Linked DNA regions of Pan troglodytes: region 2 is linked to region 1. The links are chromatin contacts, called in public Hi-C maps. All regions are on one chromosome and are shown on one strand. The core of a region is the stretch at or near the end of the contact, and the rest is flanking DNA. Distances in the headings are between cores, read along the strand shown.

Region 1 (4,724 bases), core at 1,485-3,984:
TTGGGGGATTTCCTGTCCACCTGTGCAGACCAAACAACAGGAAAAGTCTGCAGTGGGGTTGGGTGGATGGGACGGGGCAGATGGAGATGGGCGAGGTCCACCCAGCCGGGCTTCCCTTCTCAATTCATTCACAGATGGACGCTCCTACAAAGGTCAGGGCAGTGCAGGAAGCATTTGCTAAGCACCTGCTCTATGCCTGGCCCTGCATTAGGATCTGAGGGAAAAGATGAACGAGATACATTCCTCTCCTCAAGAAGTTCGTTTATGCACTCACTCACTCCTGCGTTCAGCTCAACACATATTTATTTATTCAGCACCTATTGTGTGCCAAGCCCTGTTCTAGGAATTGGGGAAACTAAAGAGCAAGACATGTCCCTACCCACAAGAACCACTTTTTCACTCACCCACTCATTCACTCATTCAGATTAACATTTAATGAGCACCTGCTGTGTGCAAGACCTTAAGCTAGGAAGTGGAGAGACAGAGATGAACAAGACATGCTCTCTGAGGATGAAAAGTTTCATTTTCACATTGATTGTTTTCTTTCACTCTTTCGTTCAGTTCTGTAAATGATTAATGAGCACTTGCTGTGTACTCAGCCCTCTGCTAAGCACTGTGCATATAGATATGAAACAAGACACAGCCACTACTGATAGAGTTCACTTCAGTGGTTCATTCATTCATTCAGCATAACATTCATTGATGGAAACTCCTGGATGTCAGGCACTGTGTTACGTGACAGGGATACAAAGATAGGGGCTGTTTCTGCTTGCAGAGTCTCACTCATCCATTCATTCTTTCATTCCTCCAGTGCAGTGAGTATTTATTGAGTGTCTACTATGTGTCAGGGACACAGATGTGCATACCAGAGAATCTCTGCTCTTGAACAGCCTTCCTCCCTTCCTCCCTCCCTCCCTCCCTCCCTTCCTTCCTTCCTTCACCACTTATCAGTTTGCTTCACTCAACATATATTGGACACTTACTGTCTATCAGGCTGTGCGGAGGCAGAGGAATGAATCCCAGGCCTGGATCTGAAGGAAGTCATAGAAACACCAGCTCACACACATAGGGTGAGCATCATTTGGTTCCTGTCAGGGCCATGAGGACCCACCCAATGGTTCCTCAAAAGCTCCCAGCAGCAGGCAACACGTCCCTCCTACAGAGCCGCAGGACGGACAGGGGGTTATGGGGGGGGGTAGTGGGGGCCCCTCAGCACACTGGGAGAGAGAAACTGCTGGAAATATACACCAGAGGGAGGGTTTGGTGAGTGAGGTGATTCAGACATCTCAGTGAGGATTTTTAAGAACTCAAGGAATATTCTAAGTTCAGAGGAGGAAGAGAAAAAGATCAGCCCACGTCTTCTGACTGTGGCATACTCAACACCAAACTGCCAGCAGCAGTGTTGGTTCCCCTTGGCTCCTCTGCCCTCCCAGGCCAAATGCCTGCCAGGAAAACAATGGCTTTGAATCGGCTGCTGAGAGGACTGAGAAAAGCGTCCACATGAAGTCCCTGGCACAGTGCCCAGCACAGAGTAGGTGCTCAGTGAATGTCACCCGGGCACATCTGATTTACTGCAAGATGCAGTGGTTTTGAATGTGGCTACACATTCTCTGCCACTCCTGCCACTGAGAAGGGGGTCCATGTCCCTTCCCCTTGTCACTGCATGGCCCAGCAGAGAACAGAAGTGACGCTATGTAAGTCCTGTGGCTGCAGCCATCATAAAGGGAAGTGTGGCGTTTGCCTTCTTTGCCACAACACTCACTTCCAGAGCCCTAAGCTGCCATGTTGTGAGGAAGCCCAGGCCACCAGGAGTGGCCGTGTTTCAGTGCTCTGGTTGACAGTCCCAGGGAAGCCTGGTTTTTGAACCATCACGTGTGCCAAACACATGGGTGAAGAAGACTGTAGATGGTTCTATCACTCAACTGTTCGAGGCTCCCAGCTGACACTCCAGACAGGCAGTAGCCACTCTCACTGAGCCCTGCCTAATTTCTGACCCACAGGATCCATGGACGTAATGAACAGTGGTTGGTTTGCACTGCTGTTTTGGAGTCGTTTGTTATGGCAACTGATAACTGGCCTGGAGGCATTTCTTCAACAGGTCCCTGCCCTGCACACCCTGCAGAATCTGGGAGGATCAGATAAACCAGAAACCATAAAATACCTTTCATACATTGTCAATTTTTTTTTTTTTTTTTTTTTGAGATAGAGTCTTGCTCTGTCGCTGAGCAAGTGCTTTGGCGCAATCTCCACCTCCCGATGCAAGCGATTCTCCTGCCTCAGCCTCCTGAGTAGCTGGGATTACAGGCGTGCGCCAACATGCCTGGCTAATTTTTGTATTTTTAGTAGAGATGAGGTGTCACCATGTTGGCCAGGTGGTTTCGAACTCCTAACCTCGGTGATCCGCCCGCCTCCGCCTCCCAAAGTGCTGGGATTACAGACGTAAGCCACTGTCAAGTTCTATACACACAGGAGCCACTGGCATTATCTCTCAGGACACAGAGGGGGCTCTGCAGCCTTCCTGACCACACTAAACTTGGCAAACCATAACTAAGACTGCCACTCCCATCAGTTAGGCTGGGAGACTCTGCAGACTACTGGGACTGACCTGCACTCACGTGGCAGGCCGCTGCTTTGTCCTCAAGACAAGACTTAGGTCATCCCTCCAGGAGGAATGAACTGGAGGACAAAGGCGGCTTTCACTGGGCCCAGGCTGCTCTCGGCAAATAGGGGCGGTCAGGGCAGAGCTGGAAGGGGGCGGCCCCAGGCACTCCCCCCTGGGCAGGTAGCCAAACAGGCCAGGTGGGGCCCAGGCAAGCTGGGGCAGCAGGGGGTCTGGCAAAGGGCTTTCTTCCCTGCTATCTGGGTCTTTTCCAATCTAGGCCTTAACAGGGAGAGGGCAGAGTAAAATGAGGCATGAGGACAGCTTGGTAAATTCAATAGAATGTGGAAAAGGTATCCCTAGGATTAAGGTCAAATTAAAAACATAAACTAACACAGTGCAGGCTCCAGAGTAAGACAGGCTGGGATCAAATCTTGGCTCCACTGTTGACCAGCTGTGTGATCTTCTGCAAGTGAGTTAACCTCTCTGAGCCTTGTTTTCCTTATCTGTAAAATGCATATAATAACAGTGCCTCCCTTCTAGGACTGTCGTGAGGATAAAAAGAAACATTCTAAAGTGCTTTTCCTAGTACCTGGCTGTTATGGACTGAAATATATTCCCCCCAAATTCACATATTGAAGCCCTAACCCCCTAGTACATCAAAGGTGACTATTATTTGAAAATAGGGCCTGTAAAGTTGTGATTAGGTTTAAAATAAGGGTGTTAGGTTGGGCTCTAATCCAATCTGACTGTTAACGTCATTAGAGGAAATCTGGAAACGCAGACAGGAGCCCACACACGCAGAGGGAAGATGGTGTAAGGACACAGAGAGAAAGTGGTTATCTGCAAGCCAAGGAGAGAGACCTCAGGAGAAACCACACCTGCCAACACCTTGATCTTGGACTTGTAAACTCCAGAACTGTGAGAAAATACATTTCTTCTGTTTAAGCCATTCAGAAGTCTCTGGTTTTTTAATATGGCAGCCCTGGAAAACTAATACACCAGCACATAGGAGGAGCAAAATAAAAATCTCTGATTACGATATTATTACATTTATATTACAGCAACAAAATATTAGGTCAACATGAACATGCCTATATTTTATTAATATAAATGTTTGATACAAAATATTAAAACAATATGAAACACCTGCAGTTGTATGTCCCTGCCTCAGAATTTCTATATAAAATATCAGGTGTTTTTTGTTTTTTTGTTTTTTAGAGAGACAGAGTCTTGCTCTGTCACCCAGGCTGGAGTGCAGTGGCACAACCATAGCTCACTACAGCCTCCAACTCCTGGGTTCAAGTGATCCTCCTGCCTAGCCTCTTGAGTAGCTGAGACTTGAAAGCATGCACCTCCACGCCCAGCTAATTTTTAAATTTTCTGTTGAGACAGGGTCTTGCTATGTTACCCAGGCTGGTCTCCAACTCCTGGGTTCAAGTGATCCTCCCACCTGGGCCTCCCAAGGTTCTGAGATTACAGGCATGAGCCACCAGGCCTGGCCAACATCAGGTTTTCTTAAACTGTAATAATTCAGACCAAATTCCTTGACAACCTTGTCATCCATGCATTACTGAACCACTGAAATGGTTACATTGTGTCCTCTGGGCTCCAATCACAGTGATAAAATCAATGACACCCTCAAATCTCCCACTTCTTCCAGAGGTGCCTGGCCTCTGCGCATTGTGGTTCAGCCTCTTGGATGCCCATCTTCTCTTGTCCTACTCAGGTGTTAAGACCCAGCTCAGGCCTAGTTCAGGGTAGGCACTCAATACACGTGCACGGCAAGCCAACTATGAGATAAGTTAATGCATTTCAACAAAGAAGATGCTGGGCCCAGAGGGGCCGGTGGCTGGCACAAGGTCACAGTATCCTGGCTCCACACTCATCAACTCTGTCTCAAACACAGAAACCACATGTCCACTCAGCTTGAAACCCCCAAATCTGAGTCCTTTTTCAGCTCTGGAAAATCCATTTGCCTACCAGCAGCAAACAGTGCGGGTAGAGGGCACGGAGAGGGCATCAACCTGCATCAAGCCTTCCATAGCTCACTGTAGCTTCCAACTCCTGGGCTTAGGTGATCCTCCTGCCTCAGCCTCCCCAGTAGCTGGAACTATAGACATGC
Region 2 (4,724 bases), core at 1,362-3,861, 91 kb before region 1:
ATATTACTCATGGTGGCAGCTCTCATAGCGAAAGCCTACTGTAATATGCACCCATCTCATCCACGTAGTAAAGTGAACTTAAAAATTAAATGAACAATTAAATAAACACCTGTGTGTTTAAGACAAAAAAAAAAAGAAATCAGTTTCCTATGTAATTGTGTTCTAATGATCTACAGCCTTCCAAGTCAGGAATTTTTTCGTAGGGCTTAGTCTAAATCCTTCCTGCTGTTCAGTGTGCTATCTGAGGAGGAGAGAAGGCATGGCATACCCGTTGAGTCTTTGAACATCCACGTGTTGTCAGTCTCATCCTCCAAAGGTGATCTGCTCTCGGACTCACTAAATCGGCTGCGCCGGAGGGAGTGGGAGATGGGGGCCCGGCGGCGGCTTCTCTTGCTGAGCTGCACCCGGGTCTTGAGGGCACTTGAGTCGAGGACTGAGGTTTGCTTTGGGAGCAGCAGGGAGGAAGAGGAAAAAAATCAAGGGAACCATCAATGGAGGGTACCACAACACAGTTGGTGGTACACAGCTTCGCTGACAGATAAGAGGCTATTTAGGTGGTACCTAGGCCAGGGCTTCCACATTTTAACAGTAACCTAACACCCAAAGCCTAAATTTCCCCATAAAACATACCCCATAGGCTGATGACAAAAGTCAGGTGGAACAATGAACCTTGAGTGCCCGAGTACAGTGCCTGGCTGCCTGGCACCCAGTAGGCACATAATACAAATGCCTTTTCCCTCCCAGTGACATCCACCACACAAGCATGTAATCTACAGCAATGATCAGTACACAGCAGGAGCTCAATAAATGTTTGTTTGTTGAATGAATAATGGATTCAACATCTAACTAAATCCTTCTGTCAACTGTATTCACACAGAGTCCCCGGGTTGAGACATTCTCCGTGGAATTCCTCCATTACTCACATAATCTAGGGTGCAGGTGGGAAGGGAGGGGGCAGCTTACTAAACATCAGGAGTCAATTTTCAGGCATCCCTGAAGACTCACACTCTGAGCTGCGACAGGTGGGGGGTTGGTGAGGGCTGCCAAGTCACTACTATCCCCAGTGAAAGGGTGGGGAGCACAGACCATCTGGGTGGGCCCCAGTAAGGAGATGGGAAGTGCCTGGCTCAGAATTCTCCTGGGAGACAGCAGTGAAGTGCTCAGAGCTGGGGTTCAAACTCTGCTGGGTTCGAATCCTGGCTATGTGACCTTGGGCAATGAGCTTCACTTCTCTGAGCTTGGGTGTCCCTATTTATAAAAAGGAGATAAACAGAGTGCCTCCTTCCTACAGTGGCTGAGAGAACTCCCTGTGCTCAGGTGTGGAAAGCCCTTGTTTCAGTCAGAGCCTGACCACGGCTCACAGCCAAGAGCTCTTTCCGGCAAGCTCACGTTCTTACATGAAATGTTGGTTTCTTCCACCTAGGTCCACTTTGGAGAAATTCCATCACCCAAGGCCTTCTAAGTCAGTGATGACAGGCTAATTTCAATGAATCATTTCCCAACAATGGTAAGTAACAAAAGTCCCAATGGGGTGGTGGAAGGAGCTGATCATAGCTACTTCCCAAACCAGCCACAGTGGTATCTTGTGAGGAGACTTGCACGGGACCAGCGAAAGAGGGGGAAAGACAGAAATCAGAAAGTGCCTGCTGCACCTAGAGGCAGGCTTGCTTCTCCGGCCACTTAACAGAGCCAGGTTTTCAGAGTCCAAGAGAGCAGGACAGAATCACGCTGACAGAGGGGCTGGCTTGGAGGGGAAGATGGTGCCACCCTTGCATCCTCAGCCTGGTACAGAGACTGGATTCCTTAGTGCCCCGCCTCCGCCTCCCCATTTGGCCTCCAAACCGTCCCCACAGGAGACCTAAATCATGGTTGGCACCATACGTAAACCTCAGTATCCCCACAGGAGACCCAAATCGTGGTGGGCATCACACATAAACCTCAGTATAATTTCAGTAAGCGTTAGACCTATGCTTAGGGACACCAGCATTTAGAGTCACTCCATGGCCACTTTGATTTGCGAATTTGCAAAATGGGCAGGCAGTTTTGCCTCTGGGGTTATTAACATGTGCCTGGGCCAGTGGTCAACACTCACTGACTGTTGTTTATAATGGACATCAAGAAGGAACCACTTAGCGTTCTAGCAGGAAAGTTCATGATGCAGTGACATGATGCTGGTATGTAAGGCACACAGCAAGATCTCAATACATGTCTGTTGAGTGAATAACTGAATATATCACCCAACTAAATCCTGATGACACCCAGGGAGGTGGGCATGGCCATGGTTATATAATGGGGTTCCCCAATCAAGACTCAACTTGTGTCTTTCTTTGTCTCTGCCCTGATCTAGAGGTGCCAGCGAGAGACCTTGGCCATATACTGAAGGAGAATCCTCTTTGAAGCCCTAAAGGAAGCCCTTTTTCTAAAGCAGCGGTGTTCCTCCTCTGGGGAAATGTGGGTAGCCATGCCCAAGTGTGTAGGTGGGAGGCTTTACTGCGAGGAGAGAGGGTCCCTTTCACATTTTGCAGACGTTCCATCCCCCAGAGAGTGGGCAGGTAGCCCTATTGTTATGCGAGGAGAATAATGACATCACTCCTGGGTTTCAAGGGTTGAAAAGGAAGACCTGCCTGACCCCTGGAGGTGGGGCTCCCAGGGGAAAGGAGGATAAGTTCTGGTCTGGAAGATGCTAGAGCAGGAGACCGTTTGACCTGCTATGCTGGGGCAGCTGACATCCTGGCTGTGCTTGGGACCTGAAAGAGCTGAGTGCTAGGGGCTGTCCCCTGGGACCTCCATGAAAGGTGCCCATGCCTGAGGGGACTTTCTGTCCTGGAAGAGCCACTACAGAGACAGTCGGATCCCCTGATACCAGGGACACTGTTGTACCAAGCAAGACCTTAGTGAGAACGTTCAGCAGAATCATTCTGAGCAAACTCCAGGCTCTTCATGCTTGCAACTATAAACCTCAGGGTTACTGCCCAGGGGTAAGTGGTCAGACTCCCTGCTTACCTGGCAGGTGAGGGCTTAGATCAGTTTTAATTTGAATGCATGCAATTGTATTTGAGGCTGTGGAGCTGTTGATGCTGGTTACAAGTGGATAAGGAAGCTGAGGCTCAGAGAGGTGAAGACATTTGCCCCAAGACACACAGCAGGTGTATGGCAGGTCCAAGATACATGCATAAGTGAGTCCCATTTCAAAGACAGTGCCCTCCGTACCCACTCCAAGGGTCCCTGGCACACAGATCCTACACCTGAAGTGGCAATTCACAGAGACAGGCTGGAATTTCCATTTAAGAAGAAATGCTCCTGGCCACTGACTTACATCAATGAAGGAGAAGTCATCTACTCTCTTTTCAGGGCAGGCGTCCGGTGGAGGCGGCCCCTCCATCCCATCGGTGGATTCCAGGTCAGTGCTGGAGTGGTCCACGCTGGTGCTCCGCTGGTCCCTGGAGCAGTCATACTGGTCCCCTGCCGAGGTGGGCTCCGTTTGGGAGGACAGAGAAGACAAACGGCTGCTGGGGGGCTGTTTCCTTGTCGATGTGGCACTGCTATCTGGGGACTCAGTGGCCAAGCTGCCAAAAAAGGGAATGAAGGGAGACATGGTTATGGAGAACGTTTCAGAGAACGGGATTTCAAGTGAAGGATGCTGCAGGCAGCATAGCTTGGGGTATGTTTTATAAGCCAAGTAACAACAGACAGAACATCCCAGCAGAAGACCCTCTTTGGAAACAGCACAAGATGTGCCAGCGAGGTGCTGTTTAAGGCACTTCCTGGAACACCTGGCCAGGTGCAGAATGGGAGGGGTCAGGCCTGTGCCACTCAAGATCCTTTAGCCCTGCGCTGTCCTGGACGGAAGCTGCTTATCACAGGTGGTTGTTGGGTCCTTGCAATGGAGCAAGTGACAGAGCTGAGATATGCCGTGAGCATCTTACACACTGGATTTCCTATACCTTACACACTGGATTTCCAATACTTTGAATAGAAAAAAAAGAATGTAAACTGCCTCGCTAATAACTTTTCATGTTAATTACATGTGGAAATGATAGTATTTTGGATCCCTTGGTTCTGATAAAATACATCCCCAAATTGAATTTCACTTGTTTCTTTTTATTCTTTTGGTGTAGCTACCAGGACATTTTAAATTACATATATGTCTTGCATTTGCAGCTTACATTATAATTCTTTTTTATTTATAATCGATACATAGTAATTACACGTTTCTGGGGTACAGAGTGGTGTTTCAATACATGTATATATTGCATCAGGATCAAATCATGATGTTGTATTTCTGCTGGGCAGTGCTGATGTAGATCAAATTGTTATCAGCATGGAAGAGCAGGTGGTGGGACCTGCATTATTTCATTCACTTATTCATTCAGTCATTTAATAAAAATCTACTGAGCACTTACTATGTGCCAAGCATTGTGCTAAAAAATGTGTCATTCAGTCCTCTCCAATAATCCTATGAGGATTAGCCTATAACTGCCACAATCCTACAAGTTAGGGTTGGTGACATGGTTTGGATTTGTGTCCCCAACTAAATCTCATGTCGAATTGGAGGAATGGCCTGGTGGGGGGAAGTGATTGGATAATGGGGGCAGATGTCCTCCTTGCTGTTCTCATGATAGTGAGTGAGCTCTCACAAGATCTGATGGTTTAAAAGTGTGTGGCACCTTCCCCTTCTCTCTCTCCTGCTGCCAGGTAGGACGTGCCTTGCTTCCCCTTCACCT

Evidence for each region. Hi-C and Micro-C count contacts between places; a contact is called where the count stands out from the background.
Region 2: a Hi-C map of induced pluripotent stem cells shows a contact between it and region 1, with 2.0 times the contacts expected there. The contact joins two enhancer-like sites. A contact is called at or near these places in 3 of 7 Hi-C or Micro-C datasets (induced pluripotent stem cells and stem cell-derived neural progenitor cells).

What each region holds. Positions count from the first base shown.
Region 1 is chr23:27,132,436-27,137,159 of NHGRI_mPanTro3-v2.0_pri, reverse strand. The region is part of intron 6 of KIAA1671; the gene reads right to left. Among named protein-coding and RNA genes, the nearest start is that of CRYBB3, 110 kb to the left of the region's middle. Within about 2 kb of position 2,734, at least 5 of the 24 cell types and tissues checked have an H3K27ac peak or open chromatin away from gene starts, as enhancers often do. A contact at or near this core is called in induced pluripotent stem cells, where this site is marked.
Region 2 is chr23:27,223,423-27,228,146 of NHGRI_mPanTro3-v2.0_pri, reverse strand. It overlaps KIAA1671, which reads right to left. Exons shown (of 13, transcript XM_054675950.2): 8 at 3,317-3,566; 9 at 269-443. Among named protein-coding and RNA genes, the nearest start is that of CRYBB3, 22 kb to the left of the region's middle. Within about 2 kb of position 2,611, at least 1 of the 24 cell types and tissues checked has an H3K27ac peak or open chromatin away from gene starts, as enhancers often do. A contact at or near this core is called in induced pluripotent stem cells, where this site is marked.